2 separate regions of the Gossypium hirsutum genome follow, and region 1 is linked to region 2. The links are chromatin contacts, called in public Hi-C maps. All regions are on one chromosome and are shown on one strand. Each heading gives the region's core, a stretch centred on a gene start, on an enhancer-like site or on the middle of the called end of the contact. The rest is flanking DNA. Distances are from core to core; before and after follow the strand shown.

Region 1 (4,858 bases), core at 2,180-4,679, 160 kb before region 2:
ACAAATTATTCAGAAGAGAATAACCAGACACATGGCTTTAACTTTAGTGTGGTGATTAAATATTAATTAACTCAAAAGCTTTTTTAGGGTTTCAGTTTATGAATTTTCATAAACTAAAAAGGTGTGTGTCATCAACTGGTGGGTTGCATATGAAAGATTGAAGATTCTCTAGTTACGAAATAAGGTTTGAAGCAGGCTTTAGTGCAAGTGTTGCCATAAACAGCTATTTGATTCGGCGCAGTTGAAAGGAGGATTCCTTGCAGCTGCATCCTTATCAGTTGGTGTGTCGGCCTGCTCTTGCCCTTGCCTGCTTCTCCCTGGATTTGCCTTCACTTTTATTCCTTTCTTGTTTTCTCTTTTCAACTTTTTAACATTTCCATTCAATTGTTTTTGAGAGCTGAAATTAGATACTTTTTCGCTTGTAAAGGGTGTCTAATCATGGCATTAAATTGGATGTTTATCATTTTTTGTAATATCTAAATAGAAATTAGCATAATTGCTTAAAAAACTTTATTAGATTCAATTTACTCAACAAAAAGGATATTTTATTAAGAAAAAACCACTTAACAGTGAATTGCACGATAACACCTCATAAACCGCGAGGACATACAACATTGCAAACTAACGATGAGACCACAACTACCGCCTAAGAGGCCTAAAACTTCCGACAATAGAACATATCAGAAAGGCTAAACTCTGTATTTAGTTGTTGTATTTTGTGAAATATGTTAATTTGATTATTTTTAGTATTTATATTTTTAAAATTTTAAAATTTCATTCCTTATAATTGTTAAATTAATTTAGTTAAATTTTGCTATTTTCAAAATCTAATCAGGTAAATATCTTATCATATGTGTAATATCACGTCGGTTTGTTATTTTCACATATTATTCACTAAAAGTTTAGTTAATGGATTAACGACGTCTTTTGTGTTGAGTTTAAAATTTCAAAATTCGAAAAGTATAGAGACTTAAAATAATCCAAATAGAAAAATATGGACTAAATTTATAATTCCACACATAGTACAAGATTAATAATTAAATTTAATCCAATGAATTTAGCTACTACTATTTGCATCAGGACTAAGATTTCAAAATTCAAAAAATACAATGACTAGAATTGACTAATTCGAAAAGTATAGAGACTAAGATTGATCAAATTAAAATACAGAAACCAAGTCCATAACTTTTATAAAATATAAGGACTAATAGTATAATTTAACCTATCACAAAAGCATAATAACACCAAACATACATTATAAGAAATTGAATTGACAATCAGCCTCAATCACCTTCTAAGCTCAAAGAAATAAACTCAGCAAGAATAATCATCAATGCATATGATCTCCTCAAAAAGGAAAGAAAAGAAACTATCCTCCATTTTCTCTACCATCTCCAACTCTTGTATCTACTGCTTGTGCGCTTTATATACTCAAAACCATCTTCCACAGTTTCGAGACTTCAACAACTCGTAAACTTTCATCTCATCATTTTTCTCATAAACCCAACCGCAAACTTGCCTCATTACAGTACATCCCAAATCAAGGGTCAATTTAACTAAATAAAAATTACTTTTTTGGATTCCGTACCACTTTCCTCAACATCTTGCTTACGAAAGAAACATTCAAGCCTCTAATCATCTCAGAAAATTTTGGACAATATGTACGTATCTAAAATGCATAAAGTAATAGATCAAGAGTCACTTTAAGATGCATGAATAGAAATTAGTAGTGACTTGGAACAAGGGTTGTAAGTGATGAAGTGATTGTAAGAAAATTGTAAAAGAAGAGAAGTGATGTGAGTTACCCAAAAAAAAAAAACAAAGAAGAAGAATTCATTTCATCTTGAGTGTTTTTTCCTTCACCATCTTTAGATTCTCTCCAATAAAGTGGTAATCAGAGTTAAAGATTCTTACAAAGAGTATGTAAAATAAAATTGGTCATGGCTTCTTCAAGCCTAATCTACAACAATGTTTAAGATCTTATCTTTGAAGGTGAAAACTACGATTTTAGGCATTCAAAATAGATACATTATTCACTTGAATGCCTTGGAGTTAGTCAAGGAATATTATGAAGATCTAGAAAACGCTACAGTGCAAGAGGGTGTCCCACCCACCCTAGTCAATTCCAAAGAGATTGTGTATGTTTCCATTAAAATATTATTATTTTACTTTTACTTGTTCAATTAAAATTCTTGTGATTTTTTTTATAAATAAAGCCCAGTAACTAAGTAAAAACAGACACCATGCTAAGTATTGCCAGTCTATCATAATTCTGTGAGATTTATTCTTTTAAATAAATTCTAATTTTAAGATTGATATTCCCGTTGAGCATCAATAGAAAATTTCATAGCGCTCTTCAGTTTGTAAATTAGAACCCACATTTTAAGCAAGTTGAGGTTTGAGAATAGTGGAGAAAATCGTATTAGTCGAAAGTCAAGAAACACCTTATACTGCCTATTTCAAAACACAAGTACAAATTTGATAAAGAGTTTATTGTTATAAATAACACAATTGGTTGGGTTTTAGAAAAAAAAAATTCCAATGTGCAAAAAAAATTGTTGTCTAAACTGAATTTTTCCAGCACGTAAGTGGTGACCCAACTAGTAGTGAAAGTGGACACTTCAAAAGACATTGTGATAAGCAACAAAAAAAAACACACAAAAATTGTTTACACAACTCGATACAACAAGTGAGATTAATTCACTATCTTTGAACTCTATACAACAAGTGACCTTAGTTCTATCGCACTTCGGTATAATAACCTCACTTTTGTATTCAAAGACTAAACTTCTTACTTCTAAATTCTCCCATTAGAAGTTAAGTTGAAAAATCAAACAACAAAAGGTTATATTCTCTCAATTGCACTCCTACAAAAATATTTTTCTATGAACTGATAAATACTCTCAATAACTTGGTACCTAAACTTATATAAGTCTCTTGAATATATAGAAGTTTGAGACTTGCTAACATACTAGTGGCCGGTTACAATCCCTATTAAACAATAGCTAAAATAGCTAAATATAATATTCTAATAAAGAGCAATATAAAGTGGTCTGTTGAGATATATGTTTTTAGTGCTCTTAATCTAATATTCACAAATCAAGGGATTTGTTATGTAAGATTCGTTTCAATCCAATCTTCAAAAAATTGTTACTCCACAATATAGATCATCAAATATGAACACATCCATAAAATCAATTAAGTTAATTTCTAACTGATTTGGTTAGCACTTTGACAGCTACCTAAAAAAACTTTTTCCCGATAATGAAACATCTATGGAAACAAAACTTTCATATTTAGAGCACAAATCTATCTTCACAAACAACTTTAAATATGCTCAAATCCCATCAAATTAATTATATTTAATGTAAAGATAATAAAAAAAACCATAAAATTAGCTGATATTTTCTTAGATTGCATATGTAAATATATATAAATACAAAATATAATAGAATCACCACCTGTGCAACTTAGGTACTTCTTTCGATCATGTCTCTAGGATGTTTGGTATTGGCTTACTGTTCAGGATCATGATAGAGCTCTGATGGATGGTTGGATTTGATCTATGCAACATCTATCGAGGCAGCAAAAGCTTTTGCTATCCGTGTGGCGTGCTTGAAAGCAAAAGACAGAGGTTGGTCCCATGTCATTTTTAGTCTGACTGCATAAATGGCCTTCTTCATGTGAATGTTGGAATAGTTTGCTATTAAACAAGAAATTCTTTATTGTTGTCTTTGTTTTGATCATGTTTCCTTTTCCTAAGTGGTTCAAGAAGGCAACAAAGTTGCGAATTAAGGGTCTGTCTGTTTTGTTACTTCTATTTTCCGGAAAATGTTTTCTTAATTTTTCGGTGTTTGATTCTGTAAAACATAGGGAAAAAAAACTTGTTAGTCAAAGGAAAAACCTTCGCTTTTTTCCTGAAATTTCCGTAAGTCATTTTACGCTTCAGGAAAAAACCTCTCTTCAAACATTTTACACTTGTAACAATTTCTCACCTCCTCCTTTATTGTGTTCCTCTTACCTTAGGAAAACACTTCTCCCTGTCTCACTCATCGGTGCTCTCACCAACCATACCAAAGGTAAGGTTTCATATTTTCTTTTACAATCATTCATTTTCATCTCTGCTTCTTAAAGTTCTGGTAGATTTTTTTTCTGTAAAAAATGGGTTCTTAGTATTATTAGATTTTATTAACCGTATAAATATTAACTATGACATGAACCAATTAATACTTGAATTTATGATTATTAGATATAGTTTGTCGTTTACAAAGTTTTCTTGAAACATTTTTTGGGTCTGAAAGTGCAAATCGAGGGTCGATGGAGAAAGTGGGAAATGGAATGGGTATTGATTGGATTCAATTTGGAAAGGTAAGCCCGGGTTTGTAGAATGAAATAGGATGGGTTACCTCACTTTCTTCTTTTTTAACTTCTTATGTTAAAGATAAAATATTTCATTTGTTTTAGCAAGCTTTTGGCACTTCAAAATTGAATTTTATGGCTGTTCTGTTTTCATGTGGTTTATTGTTTATCTTTGTAACTTGTTATTTGTTGTCATTAGGGATCGCTTTTCCCTTCTACTCATTTTATTTGATCGATGGCGTTGTGTTCTTCAACAATCTGTGTGAAGCTCATTCTATGGAGGATGTTTTTGAAAAAGTGCAAAGGAGAGCTCTTGGCTAAGCTTCTTCTATTGAACAATTATATGTTATTTTCGATTTATATATGTTCTTTCTCTTTTTAATGAAAGTGTTATATCTGATAGATGTGCTTGTGGGATACTCTTTTGCATATTATTTTCATTCAAGATGATAACTTCTTAAGCTTTAGTAAGACAAATATCTTGAATTCTAGCTAATAT
Region 2 (5,440 bases), core at 1,421-3,920:
ATCTAAACCTTGCTTGTGGAGTTTAAATTTCTCAATGCCAATGTATTAAATTATTATCAGTAATTAATAATCTACCATAATTATATAATGTCAATTGTATATATTGTTATCTACCATAAAGTTGATTATACATTTAAGGTTTTAAGTTTACACATCATTAATATAAAAAAATATATTATAATAATAAATGCACAACTGCTTTAATTTCAAAATGGTTGGGGAACCACTATGTGTAACAAAAGTTTGAATATGCTCTCAACTTCACAAAATTCCGGCAACGATGGGGAGGGTGTCGCTCCCTTGATGATGATCGAAATACTAAAAAAGTAAGATTTAAAGAGAATGCTGCTGATGAAGACACTACTATAGCTGTGGATCTTGAATCACAATCGAGTATGTCGTGGAAAGAAAAATTGCTGGGGGACACGGTGTAGCCTTTGAATTTGACCAAGATGTACCTTCCGCATGGAATGAGAATGAATTTGAACTACTCGAAGGGGACATTAATACCTCCATCATTGATGGAATTCCTGGATCGATTTTTCAAATCGTGTGAAGGAAATTCTCTTCAAAGAAATGGAGTTGACGGTCATTGTTAAATTCCTAGGGCGTAACATCGGTTACAACGCCCTTCACAATAGCATTCTTTTCCTTTGGAAACCTGTGAATTCTATTAGGATAATGGATATTACTAATGGATTTTTTTTTGTGAAATTTCAAGCTCTCAATGACTATAACAGAGTTTTGTCATAGGGCCCGTGAATAGGTTATGGTCAGTACATAACCGTACAACCATGGACTAAACATTTTAGCCCCTTGCAACCTTACCCGAGTGCGGTGATGGCGTGGATACAACTATCAAATCTCCCAGGATATCTCTATAAATGAAAGATTATCGAAGCCATCGGGGGTCTCATTGGGAAGGTGGTTAAACTGGATTTGCAGAATGATAATCAGACCAGAGGACGGTTTACTAGGTTAGTCGTGTACCTTAATCTAAATAGGCCATTGATTTCGCAGGTTCTTGTTGACGAAGTTGCTCAACGTGTTGAATACGAAGCCCTTCCGATCGTGTGCTTCGCTTGTGGTAAGTATGGGCATGTAAAGGAGATGTGTAATTTGGTTGTGTCGAGCCAAAACCTTACGAATTTAGCTAACAAGGCAGACAAAACTTCTGACAAACCAACGGCAGTGATGGGATCTATTCCGATGGATAGCATGGATCATGGATGGGGGAAATCTATTTTCAGTAGCAGAGAAAATGGCCTGAATTTTGGGCTGTTGGTGGAAAAGAAATTTTCACGGCGAGGGAAGCGTGACTCCACGACGGGGATCTCGGCGAAGCAAGATAAATTTCCTTCTAGTTCTAAATTCTTGGCGCTATTAGAAGGAAAAATTTAAGCACGGAATCTAGGCAGGATTTTAATATGAAATCGGGGCAGGATTCACATATGAAAATTGGACAGTCGGCTGAAGGATTCTTAGGGATTTATTTGAATGATGTTTTGGCTGACAAGTCAAAGAGAATAGTTTCTAGGGACAATAAAAAAGTTGGTAATTCCTTTATGGCTACAGGCCAAAGGAAAAACAAGAATTTGGGCCTTTCTAAAGGGTCTAATTCGAAGGAAATTCTGGGCAATAATGATAAGGAAAATTTGGGTCAAAAATCCAAAATTTCTTTGAACAAGAAATTAGGGGAAATGCTTATGGGATCGGGGGATGATGTGGGAAATAATAATGGGTTTATTGAAAATTTGTCCAATTCTAATTTGAACATTTCTGAATTTGTAGGTTCGGAGCAGGTGAATTTTATTAAAAACTTCTCTATGGGTGACGCAATTAATCAAGGTAAATTGGATCCTAAAGTGCAGGAGAATAATGAAGCTGGAGTTTTGGAAAAAATAAAAGCACACTACAATCTTGTTTTTGATGAATCCGAGGGGTTCATAGTATCTATATCAAATAACACTCTTGATCTAGGTAAAGCACTCTGCAGTTAGATTTAATAAAAATATTAATCCTATTCATCAGGATAATTCGGAACCAAGGTCTGTGGAATTTTTAGAGTCGGATTCGATTTCAAAGTCAAATGAGCTCAAAAAGAGAAGAAACGGTGGTAGAGAAAGTGGTAGTTAGAATACTAAGAAGACTTATTTCGCACTACGAGAGGGAACTGTTTTAAATCTTCTGGAAACACACGTGTTCCTTTGGCTGAGTCTATAGTGGCAATGGCGGAACTTTTATCCCCTCAAGTTATCTTTAGAAATTCGAATGTCGAGGTCAATGGTGCAGTCTCAAAGTCAGATTGCAATATCGGTCCTGAAAGCCAGGTATGATACCTTTTTTATTATTTTTTAATGAATATCACTTTCTTTTTATGGAATTGTCAGGGTTGTGCAAACGTTAAATTCCTTAGAATTTTTCGGAAATACAACATGGAGCATAAACCAGATATTGTTAGCTTGCTTGAGCCGAAAATTAGTGGTTCCAAGGTTGATAGCATTATTGCTAAGTTGGGATTCTAGTTTTCCCATCGCGTTGAAGTAATCGGTTTCTCATGGGGTATTTGGTTAGGATGGGGGGATTATGTTTGTCTCGAAGTAATTCATAGTCATCCACAATTCATTTTATCTTGAGTTTGGCATTTGTCTTCATCGTATCCAATTTTTATGGCTTATGTTTATGGAAGCCCTAATAGACAGAAGCGCCAACTTCTTTGGAATAAGTTGAGGAATTCTATTCCACTTGGTCAAAGCCCTTGGATTGCTATTGGAGATTTTAATGCAATTCTCTCATCTTCTGAGAAATACGAGGGCCTTTCAAGGGGTAGAAGGTGCCCATATTTTGGTAACTTTGTAGCTTCTGCTGAACTTCATGACTTAGGTTTTAGAGGGCCTCCTTTTACTTGGCATAAGGGGGTTTTGTTTGAAAGGTTAGATCATGCTATGGGAAATGAAGCTTGGTTATGCAATTTTCTTAATTACATGGTTACTCACCTTCCAAAGATTAAATCGGATCATCGTCCCCTCTTTTTGGTACTAAATCCGAGTTCTTCACTCCTAGGGGGAGGCCTTTTAGATTTTTAGCTAGTTGGGCAGAGCATCCTGATTTTTAGGGCCTTTTGAAAGAAAAATAGGACTTCTCTAATATAGCTGAATCCCTTGGAAAGTTCACTCATGATCTCAAGTATTGGAATAAACATGTTTATTGTTACATTACCACTCGTAAGAGAGATCTTATTAAAAGAATTGCTAACATTCAGAGGAAAAGGGATTTCTTTGGTTTCCTGTATTTAAATCAAGTGGATTTGTCTCTCCGTCAAGAGCTTGAGAATGTTCTTCATCATGAAGAGCTTCTTTGGAAACAAAAAGCAATGTGTGACTGGTTGAAATTAGGGGATCGGAATAAAAAGTTTTTCCATACTCGTACTCTATAAAAGAGAAAAATAATCGCATTGCTGCTATTCGTAATGCTGAAGGTAATTAGATTTATGACCCTGAGGATATTGAAGGTGAAGCAAATGAGTTTTTTCAAAGACTGTATAGGGAAATTCCTGCTCCTTTGGGTAATTTGCCTCCAAGTGGTTTCCCACAACTTCATCCAGTTGACGTTAGTTTCTTGGGGAGACCGGTGTCAAATATAAAGATTAAGGAGGCAATGTTTGATATGGCACCTCTTAAAGCTCCAGGTAGTGATGGTTTCCATGCCATTTTCTTTCAGAAGCATTGGGACACCCTAGGGGAAGTGGTTTGTGACTTGGTTCGAAAGGTATTCGAAGGAAACTTTATTGAGTTTGATTTGAATAACACATTGATCGTACTTATTCTGAAGGTCCAGAATCCAGATACTTTTGGCCAATTTTGGCCTATTAACCTTAGTTCGGTTTTTTACAAGTTGACGATGAAGGTTATTGCAAATCGGTTTAAATATATTTTCCCTAATATTATTACACATGAGCAGGCTGGTTTTATTGCTGAGAGAAACATTAATGAAAACTTCATCTTAGCTCAAGAAGTGATCCATAAAATGCGAAGTCAGAAGAAATGAAAATGGATGGCAATCAAAATAGATTTGGAGAAGGCCTATGACAAAGTTAGTTAAGAGTTCATTGAAGCTTCTCTTCAAGCAGCAGGTATCCCTGACTTTCTTATTAATGTTATTATATCCTCTATCTCCAATTCTACTATACAGGTTATGTGGAATGGAGTACCATTACCTAAGTTCAAACCTGTTAGAGGAGTTTGACAAGAGTGTCCTCTTTCCCCATATCTTTTTGTACTTTGTATAAAGTGGCTTGGTCATCTGATACAGTCTACTATTTCGAAAGGTAAATAAAGCCCTATTTAATTATCTAGAAATGGGCCTACTATCTCTCATTATTTTTTGCAGATTCAGTAAAGCTGATTCAAGGCATGGTGGAGTTTAAAAAACCATTCTGGATGATTTTTGTGCGTTGTCTAGGAACAAAATTAACGCTAGGAAGACCAACATTTTCTTTTCTAAAGGAGTGGATGATAATATGGTGAATTTGATTAGCACCTTTCAACGTGTCCATAATCTTGGTCACTATCTTGAAGTTCCTCTTTTTCACCAAAAGGTTACTAGTAGCATTCTTTAGTTTGTGGTGGAGAAAGTGCGTGGAAAGCTTCAAAGTTGGGAAGCCAAAAATTTAACTTAGCTGGGCGTGTCACTCCGGCACAATCAATCCTTTTATCTACCCCTAGCTACTTCATGCAATCCATGATACCTAGGAAAATTCGTGATGAGATTGAAAGTTTGGTTAAACAGTTTATCTGGAGGTTTTCTGAAAGGCAAAAAAATATGTCTCTAGTTGGATGGGATTCCTTTTGTGAACCTAAAACGTGTGGAGGTTTAAGGTTGAGGAAACTCCGTGATCAGAATATTTCCTTCTTAATGAAGCTGGGTTTGAAATTGGTGTCGGATAAAGATGTTTTTTGGGTTCATGTGGTTAGATCAAAGTATCAAATGAAGGATAAGGTACCAAAGTGCATTGCTAGAAATAGGTGCTCTTTTCTTTGGAAATCTCTATCCAAAATTTGGTTTTTATTTTGTGAAAACCTACACTGGTCCATTGGAGATGGCCATAAAATTTGGTGTTGGAAGGATAATTGGATTCCTCACACCGGACCTCTTCTTTGTTATATTCCACCTAATTTCAATCTGAGTCCTGAATGCCTTTTACATGAGATGATTTCAGAGGATGGTTCATGGAACCTTGATCTTTTTTGGGTTTGGCTACCAGAAAATGTGATTCAAATCATTAAGGGTATATCACCTCTCCAGTATTCTGAAGGCCCAAACAAAATTTCTTGGTGTCACACTTCGTCTGGTGTGTTCTCTGTTAAGTTTGTTTATAAAGCGCTTAAAGAGGGAGACTGGAGTCCGAAAGATGAGAAATGGAAGATTGTGTGGAAGTGTT

What was found. Hi-C and Micro-C count contacts between places; a contact is called where the count stands out from the background.
Region 1: a Hi-C map of leaf shows a contact between it and region 2, with 2.5 times the contacts expected there. The contact joins the promoter of LOC121208298 here to the promoter of LOC121207953 in region 2. A contact is called at or near these places in 3 of 34 Hi-C or Micro-C datasets (callus, hypocotyl and leaf).

What each region holds. Positions count from the first base shown.
Region 1 is chrA10:18,596,546-18,601,403 of Gossypium_hirsutum_v2.1, reverse strand. It overlaps LOC121208298, which reads left to right and starts at 3,429. Exons shown (of 3, transcript XM_041078852.1): 1 at 3,429-3,634; 2 at 4,027-4,079; 3 at 4,559-4,858. The coding sequence starts at 3,549. The coding sequence ends at 4,680.
Region 2 is chrA10:18,434,834-18,440,273 of Gossypium_hirsutum_v2.1, reverse strand. LOC121207953 reads left to right here and starts at 2,670. Exons shown (of 4, transcript XM_041078501.1): 1 at 2,670-3,035; 2 at 3,137-3,425; 3 at 3,512-3,768; 4 at 3,961-4,047. The coding sequence starts at 2,670. The coding sequence ends at 4,047.